Regions from separate parts of the Mus musculus genome. Here all the other regions are linked to region 2. A link is a contact called in public promoter capture Hi-C data. All regions are on one chromosome and are shown on one strand. Each heading gives the region's core, a stretch centred on a gene start, on an enhancer-like site or on the middle of the called end of the contact. The rest is flanking DNA. Distances are from core to core; before and after follow the strand shown.

Region 1 (3,057 bases), core at 184-2,683, 2.6 Mb after region 2:
AAAAGTTAAAGATTATAAATTTAAGGCATAAAAGTTTAGAAAGCCATATTCTTGGGAACTTTTGAATTATGTTCATGTTAATCTCACAGGTGAAAGTGCATGGAAATTTTCTAATTATACTCTTATTTTTGTACTCTTTAACAAGCTGGGAATGGACATTTATATTTACCTGTGGGGGGAAAAACTCTTAAAACTTAAATGTTTTTTTTTTTCTTGAATTGGTAGTAAGGCTGAAAGCCACTCTGTGTCATTATCAAGGACAACAGGGGAGGCGCAGAGAGATTTGAAGCAGAAGGCAGAGTGTCCAGAGTTTTGTGTATTTACAGATTTGAACACTATGCTAGCAACAAAAGCAGTCAAATGTACTTGAAAGGTATTAATTTTGAAAAGGGAAAAATGGTTACTGTATTAGAGTGGTGAAATGGGTTGGCTTTTTCTTGTTTTACATTTTCTTAAGTGTTGTTACCGACGTTTTCAAGAGGTGAGGGCAATGCTCTGCTGAGGGAAGCATTGGGATGCAGCTGCACAAACCCTAAATTCAAGGATGTACCTCACTTACGTCCCTCAGGGGAACTGTTTCTTTCCCTTGCCATTTGGATGCGATGAAGAGAAAAAAAAATCTTTTACTGGAAAGATGCGGGGTGAGAGCGATAATGCAAGCAAAGAAGCGTCTGCAGTTGCTTAGTGAGTGCTTGCATTTGAAAGTGGGTACATGGCTATGCACATAAATACATACATGATATCAGGGCTATCATAAACACTTGGGGTGGGGTGGGAGGAAACCCTGGAGAGACACGACTGATGGGAAAAGCAAGAGGCTCACTAGACGAAGCGAGCAGAACTTGCCAGTGGTTTATACTTCTTCGGTTTTGTTTAACGGTAGATAGAGGTGGCCAAGTGAGAAGAAAACGTGGGTCGACCGCGACCCGCAAAGAGTGAACAGCAACCAGAGAACGAAAGATGAGGTGTCACTGCACAAAGGAAAGCTCAGACTTGGACCTCGCGGAGGCAAACGTGTCAGCACCCGGATCCTGCAAAGCCCATACCCGTCCCGGTCCTCAGCCCTGGTAGGCACGCTGCCGTGGGCCTCCCGCCGGGAGCCAAGCTTCTCCAGGCTCCGTGGTCCGCGGAGCTGCCCGGAAGCCTCGGGGCGCCGTGGGTACTGACCCCCGCATGGCACCGGCTCAGCGCTGGGGCCAGCCAGGCCCTCCCCAGAGTCTGGGGACGCACGCTAGGTGAGTGACAGCACCACACGTCAGCCTTCGCCACCCGGGCAAGGGAGCGGGCTGAGCAAATCCAGGTTCTCCCAAGGCTCACCTGGGAGGTGATCATGATGCTGGAGTCGATCAGGAAGCTCATGGCGAAGCCTCGGGAGGCCCATGCCCAGCTGTCTACCCCTCAGAGAAGCCGCGGCTTAAGACCTGTCCACCTGCTGTGGTAGGCGGCCTGGCCTGGCGCGTGCTTACGTCATCAAGATGCGCCCTAGCCAGCCAATCAGCGGCCGCATTCTCCGTTTGCCTGGAAGGTGAGGGTGGGCAGGGCTGGAAGCCGCTGGGTAGACTCAAAGCAGATGTGTTTCTTCTTAGTAGGCACAAGGAGGTGAGGAGAGGTAACATTTGCTTTAAGTGGCACTGCCATTAAATATAATGAAATTATTTTTATATTTTTCATAGCTAGAAACACTGGGGTGAGAGTTGTGCGAGGTCCTCAGTGACATTCCCAACACGGCAGAAAGTAAAAATAAGTTAACATAGCGAGTGAGGCTTTAAGTCAAGTAGTGTGTTGCAGATGTTACAGATTTTACTTGGTTTAAAAAGCAGTGTGACATCTATAAGCGAAAGGATGGTGGACAGGAACGTAAGAGTCTTCTCAAACATAGCTAAGTAAATTTCTGATATGATAACGTCAAAAGCACACGGCTTATAAGAGTGTGCACTCATTGGACTCTAATGAGACCGCCATTATAGTTGGCGCTTTAGGGTGTGGAGTATTAGGCCAAAGGACGAGAAATTACATGAAGACAGATTTTAATTCAAAATAATAATTACGTAGGAGTCTTAAAGGTGGGCTATGTTAGAAAGTAGTTTCCCCCTTCCCAACACAGTCTGAGTGGCTGTGGCTCAACTACAAAGTGAATTATAATTCCTTCCATTAGATACTCCATTTATGAAGGCTTAATATACTACAATGGGACTTAGACTTTTCCCACTAGAACCCTAGCTAGTCTTATTGTAAAGACTAGTTACAGTCAAGGCTTGTAAGGGTGCAAGTGTATGTTGCAGGGGATGCTGGTATCTAGAAAGTGAGTGCTCAGATTATAATATAAATAAACAAGAACATTCCCCCAGGTTGCCACACATAAAGAAAGACCCCTGTTCCTTTGATCTGAAGCCTGTCTTACCAAGCAGCCTGTCCTAGTTAGGGCTACTATTGCTGTGTTGAAACACCATGACCGAAAACAAGTTGGGGAGAAAAGGGTTTATTTCAGCCTACACTTTCACACTGTAGTTCCCTTTTGAGGGAAGTCATGACAGGAACTCAAACAGGGCAGGGATCCTGAGGCAGGAGCTGATGCAGAGGCAATGGGTGTGTGTGTGTGTGTGTGTGTGTGTGTGTGTGTGTGTGTGTTGCTTACTGGCTTACTTGTGGCTTGCTCAGCCTGCTTCATATGTGTATAACTCAGACATGGCAACACCCACAATAGACTGGGCCTTCTATCACCAATCACTAATTAAGAAAATGCTCTACAATTTTGCTTCCAGTCCAATCTTATGGAGGCATTTTTCTCAATTGAGTTTCCTTCTTCTTAGATAACTTTAGGTTGTGTCAAATTGACATAAAACCAGATAGCACACAGCACAAACTACATATCAAATACCAAATACCTGTACCAGAGTGCCAGGGAGCTGTGGAGGCTGCCTTACCATGAGAGTCTCTTAAATCACAGAACTCTGTGTTCCTGGTCCCATCTCTCAGGGAAGCAGATAGCTGCCTACAATGTGGCACTCAACTGTCATTCAAAGCTGTGGGATAGTGGAGGACACTGGGAAATTGTAC
Region 2 (2,996 bases), core at 373-2,872:
CCTGTACAATCTTGCAGCTATCCCTAGCCCCTGGAGGCAGTTCTCAGGATGTCATTAGACCACTGTCTTTCTGACCTTAGAAACTCAAAAATAAAGTCCCTAATCCCTTTCCTATTGTACTCTCGCTGTTGTCTAGAATTGTGGTATGTAACCAACTCTATTCCTTCATGTCAGGCACCTCTAGCTCTAGCCTCCAACAAAAGAGAAAGCTTTCAGATAAAAATGGGTGTCTTGGCCAGGCGTGGTGGCACACGCCTTTAATCCCAGCACTTGGGAGGCAGAGGCAGTTGAATTTCTGAGTTCGAGGCCAGTCTGGTCTACAGAGTGAGTTTCAGGACAGCCAGAGCTACATAGAAAAACCCTGCCTCGAAAAACAAAACACAAAAAACAAAAAACAAACAAAAAAAGGGTGTCTTAGGTAAAAGACAGAAGAACTTGAAGGCATATAAGACTCACTGTGAAACAGAGTAGAGAACAACTATTATTATTGTTATTTGACTTTATTTATATGGGTGTTTTGTCTGTGCACCACATGCATGCCTGGTGCCCACAGAAACCAAAAGAAAGAGAGGGTATCCAATCCCCTGGAACTGGAATTGCAAACAGCTGTGAGCTGCCATGTGGGCGCTCAGATTCTAACCATTGCTTTTAAACTTACGAACCATATCTCCAACTCAATGCAGATTTCTCTTCCTTTCTTTGTTTTTGTTTTGCTTTTTGTTGTTTGGTTTGGTTAGGTTTTTGAGATAAGGTATCATTATGTTGTCTTAGCTGGTTTGAACCACCCACCTCTGCCCCTAAGTGCTAGAATTAAATGCTTTATGACACCACTATCCAAATATTAGACTATCCACAACTCCTTCTATTAGTTTTTCATTTCCTTTGTAATTATCATTTTAAAACTAGTCAATCACAACAAACGCCGGGCAATTGGGGTCAGGGGAGCGTGGGGCAGTCACCACCTGTCCCCTGTGTGCTTGCTAACTGTAGTTGGATCTTGGTGCACCCTTTGACAAAAATAATTGCTTTGCTTCTGTATTCCTTTGTGGGACACTGAGATTCTTCTGTTCCCAGCACAGAAAGAACAAATCAGTGAATCAACGGATAGTCTTTAAACTAACAGGCTCCCATTAGACAGTTTGGGCTAACTCTATCGAGCCAGACCAAGAGCAATTTCTTTGATAGAGACGGTTCTTACTAGAGTAAAAGTTGATATACATTTTCAGTACACAGACACATATGCGCGCGTGCGGAGAGAAGGGGCACCTGAAGAGTGTACCTGTTAAATAGTAGAGACTGACAGAGTTTTAAATGTATGTGCACGTGTTCTACACCCAGAAGACCAACACCATCAACCCGCACCTAGTGGTTATCCACTCCTTGTGTGTGCTCCTGTTCGGCCGAGATGATGAGTCTTTCGCTGGCTGGAGCGTTAAACTGCCTGTGAACAAGGAACTAAACTAGGCTGTCTCGCTGCGCCAGTGCAGTAACCGTGGCTGAGAGCCGGACGCAAAATCTCCCGGAACCAAAAGCGGGTGTAGAGGATTCGGTCCGCCCGGATTCGGAGAGGCGCCAGCACTGTGGGCGGCGCGCGGCTCCGCCCTCCACCCGCCCGCCTCCACAGTTAATAGCCCAGAGTCGGCGTGTGGATAGTGTGGCTCTTTCTGGAACAGAGCAGAGAGCAGCGTCCTGCCCTCGGCTTGAGCAATGCTGAGAAACTGCGCTATGCGCCTGCGCACTCTTGGGGCCACGCCTGCGAGGCGGCCAGGAGCAGCTAGGGTGAGTCCCGGGACGCTTGCTTTCGTGGGGCGAGAAGGGGAGACAGCACGACCGAGACTAAGCTAACACCTGCCCCTGGCTGTGACGGGGCTCTTGGGCTCTTCTGCCCTGAGATTCGAATCGGGAGGAGCCGGAAGGGAAAGTGACTCAAGGTTGAACTAGGTCTGCAGGGATGGGATCGCCACTACTAAGACTGAGATAATAAGAAAGGATAAGCAAGGTCACCCAGAAAACTGTGAAAGAGCCATTATTGACCCCTGGAGAAGACCATTTATCCTTAGCAGGGATCTAATCCTGATAGACTCTGATTCGTTATAACCAATTCAGGAAGAAGTAGACTTCTGATTGTCAGATAATTACTCCCTCTCTAGCCCGTTTTCATCATCTTAGAGGATGTTATGAGACTAAATGAGATAATGCAAGGGAAGCATTTAGCATACCTGGAATGTAAATCTTAAATGTTGCCTGTCCATATTTTTATCCCTGCCTTTGTTCTATTGATGTAGTCAATACTTGTTGAGCTCCAACTCACGCCCGCGTGTGTGTCCGTGTGTACTGAAAATGTATATCGACAGTAAGAACTGTCTCTATCAAAGAAATTGCTCTTGGACTGGCTCGATAGAGTTAGCCCAAACTGTCTAATGGGAGCCTGTTAGTTTAAAGACTATCATATATGTCAGGTGTGATTGGCCACTGACGATAGGTCGTATTATAGTTAGCTAAGGGGAAAAAACGTTCCGCCCAAGAAATTTACGGGTTTAATTTGGGAGAATGGGATCAGTTTGCCAAATCAAATGTTTGTATACAATGTGTTGTAATAAAGAACGACAGCTGACAGGGAACAGCTCTGTATTGAGAAATGAAAAAGAACTTTGATTATTAGGGGAGTGGCATCTCTCTCAAGCTATTGCAGCTTCCTGCTAGACAATAAGAGGGCTGGAGGCCCTGGGTGATAGACACACACACACAATTTTAAAATAATGATGAATGTTGATGTATTGACATCAGCCAGGTACCATCTTGCCGATTAGAAAAGAAAATGATTCGTGCTAGTCTTACAACAACAAATATGAATTAGTTTAATTACATGTTGGAGCCTGGCAGTCTGTGCTGAGCTGAGAACATTACAGCATTAGTATTTGCAGGCCTTTTTTTTTTTTTCATCATGCTGCTTTTGATTTAGTAACGTATCTTAAAAGGAGGCAGAAAAAGTCATA
Region 3 (2,862 bases), core at 338-2,837, 2.4 Mb after region 2:
TGTGTCGTGGGCAATTACTCTAAGTGGCTGGCTTCCAGTTCTGACTAGGTGGACTCCAATTTTTTCTACAATCTCACCAAAATGCTCTTGCAGCAACAAAGAACACAGTTTAATCTCTGCTTGAGTCATCGTTCTTAGAGCCTCAGAACTAGGAAAGAACAACAATATAAATTCACATATTTTTTTTCTAGAGGGCAACTTGACAATATAAATCAAACCCTCTATATATTAAGGCATATATTTGCCTTAATATTTATAAGTTGAGATCCTTTGTTCCAAGGATGTAGTAAAAACCATGCCATGAGTTCTCTTCACAATACTGGCATTGACATAAATAATCTAGCATCTATCAATAAATTATAGTATAACCTTAAGAGAGTATACTATGCCAACATTTAAAATGACTTCATACAATATAACTACCATAAAATATTCCTAATGTGTTGTCATTTAGTAATTGCAATGGTCAGATATGATGGTGTACACTGCCTGTAATTCTTGCACACAGGAGACCAAAGTCAAAGAATCAATAGTTCCAGGTCAACCTGGGCACAAAGTGAGTTCAAAGCCAGCCTGTGTTATACAGCAAGACTCTGGTGGGTAATACACCCACCACCCACCAAAACAAAGAACTAGAAAACTAGACATCAAATTTGTTTTCTAAAGCCAGGTATGGTGGTGCAAGCCTACAATTTCAGCACTTAGGAGGTGGAAGTATGAGGGTCAGGAGCTCATGGTTACATATTGAGTTCAAAACCAGGTTGGCTACATGAGATCCTATTAAAATTAAAAAAAAAAAAAAAAAAAAGGCAAGCCATCCTCCCCTATATATGCCATTTATTTTAATGGGAATATATGTGGTTTGTGGTTCCAATAATCTTTAAAGACTGGATTCATCTCGGTATGGTGGCTAACATCTGTATTTCCAGCACTAAAGCTAGAAGACTGTCATAAACTGAAGGCCAGCCTGGGCTACATAATAAATACCAAGCAAATCTGGTCCAGAGTGAGACCTTTAAAAGCAAAGGGGGAGGGAAAGTGCGAATAACTTTCTGTCACAGATACAAAGACCTAAGGCTCATGACCCAGTGGGGTACAACTTATTCCCAAGCCATAAACCACGACTTAGATAGATAAAGTAAAAAAAGAGCTTCTTAGGGTATTTCAATTAGGAGATGAAGTTATGTTCCATTGAGAACCATATTAAATTTTTACATCATGAGACACAAGCAGGAATGGGTGTAGTTGATTTTGAAATTACCTCCCTATCACAAGCTCCAACTCTCTCGAACCTAAATTTTTGTCCCTCTTGCCACAGTGTCGCAGAGAAGACTATTTCACTTAGCCACACACACGTCTTTGGAGAAACATCCTTAGACCAGTTGCCATCCTTGAATGCATTTCCTGGCTCCTCTCCCTTCATGCAAGTTTCTGTTCCGGACTTTGTTTCTTGGCCCTGAGTCAGGGCCTCCTCATTCCGGCAGCGTTTTCACTAACCTCAGGGTCGGGGCTAATTTAGAAGCTCCAAATGTTGTCCTCCCGAGGCCAGCAGCCTCAGCTCATGAGCTTCCCATCGCCCCTTCTTAGAAGTAGAGCACCATCCAGGCGGACGCGGAAGGGTCAGAGCACGGGCCGCTCTAGCCGACAGTGTCGGTGGTTTCCGGGGACGCTCTTTCTCTCCTCTCGTTGGGAGGCTGGAGGACCGGCCAGGGGCTGTCTGAGGTGCCGGCGGGCGGGCTCTCCTCTGCCTTTGGTGCCGGGAGGCGGGCCTCGGGTCGCGTGGCCGCTGGCGGGCGGGCCTCTCGGGGCCGGGCGGACTCACGTGACCCTTGCGGGCCTCGGAGCGGCGGGCCGCCCAGAGGAGGCGGCGACGGCGGTGGCGACCGCAGCACGGGAGGTAGCGGCCTGGGGAGGGACCGCCGGCCGCCCTTTCGGACATCCTCGGCGGAGGCGAAACATGGCGGAGGCCTCGGCGGCGGGGGCGGACGCGGGCTCCGCTGTCGCCGCACACCGTTTCTTCTGCCACTTTTGTAAGGGCGAGGTCAATCCCAAACTACCGGTAAGAGCCCCGTGTGTCCCGCGCTCCGGCGCCGCGTAGGTCCTTGGCTCCTAGGGCTGGAAACCGGGTCTTAGGCTGCCCGCACACCCGTGATTCCCTTGACACCGGTGTTCTCGGTACCTGCTGCCCGCTGTCTCCGGGCACTGGTCGCAAACCCTGGGCATCAGGGCCAGGGTCCTGCCTATCCCTCATTTCCGCGGCGTCTCCAATCAGCCCCTCATTTCGCTTCCGCTCTTTAATACCACCCCCATCTTTTTTTGTCTCCTCGGTGAATTCTCGGGCAAATCTGCGTCCAATTTGCTCTCAGTCCCCTTCCTTGTCTTTTCGCGATGACCTATCCCCTGTACTCTTTCCGTTTTTGCGGCTCACCTACTCTTTATTTTTCTTCCCACTTCTCAACCAGATCCTCCCCCCTTCTGCATCCTCAGTGAGCCGAAATAGCATATTGCTGAGGACTTCTTAGTAGGTTTTGTTGAAGTACAGAAAGAGGAGGTTTGGAAGGTAACAGGGAAGAGGGAGATTTTGTTCTTCAGTGGTTTTTGGGTTCTTGTGAAAGTGAAAATAGCAGTGTACCAATGACTTGCAGACTGCGCTCCCTGTTGCTATCGAAGGAAATGGCTTTGGGAAGAAGGTAGGACGTACTGTCTCAACTTATTTTGGATATCACGTTGCCAGTGTCTTTAGCTCCACTTTCCTAGCCCACCCCCTCCATTTTTTTTTTTTTTCTGCCCAGGAAAACAAAAAAAGAACAGAATGTTGGGACTGCTTTCTCTGATATAAAATTGGCTCTGCCAGGCTGTCAG

The links. Promoter capture Hi-C pulls out the DNA fragments that hold promoters and counts their contacts.
Region 1: a contact with region 2 is called in a promoter capture Hi-C map of pre-B cells, with 7 times the contacts expected there. The contact joins the promoter of Gpr89 here to the promoter of Them4 in region 2. A contact is called at or near these places in 2 of 39 promoter capture datasets (liver and pre-B cells).
Region 3: a contact with region 2 is called in a promoter capture Hi-C map of liver, with 2.8 times the contacts expected there. The contact joins the promoter of Polr3c here to the promoter of Them4 in region 2. A contact is called at or near these places in 2 of 39 promoter capture datasets (liver and pre-B cells).

What each region holds. Positions count from the first base shown.
Region 1 is chr3:96,903,865-96,906,921 of GRCm38.p6, forward strand. Gpr89 (G protein-coupled receptor 89) reads right to left here and starts at 1,434. Exons shown (of 14, transcript NM_026229.4): 1 at 1,318-1,434. The coding sequence starts at 1,359.
Region 2 is chr3:94,308,510-94,311,505 of GRCm38.p6, forward strand. Them4 (thioesterase superfamily member 4) reads left to right here and starts at 1,623. Exons shown (of 6, transcript NM_029431.1): 1 at 1,623-1,779. The coding sequence starts at 1,708. Gm36010 (a long non-coding RNA gene) reads right to left here and starts at 1,544. Exons shown (of 4, transcript XR_867460.2): 1 at 1,363-1,544.
Region 3 is chr3:96,725,852-96,728,713 of GRCm38.p6, forward strand. Polr3c (polymerase (RNA) III (DNA directed) polypeptide C) reads right to left here and starts at 1,588. Exons shown (of 15, transcript NM_028925.1): 1 at 1,498-1,588; 2 at 1-148. The coding sequence starts at 129. Rnf115 (ring finger protein 115) reads left to right here and starts at 1,760. Exons shown (of 9, transcript NM_026406.3): 1 at 1,760-2,059. The coding sequence starts at 1,958.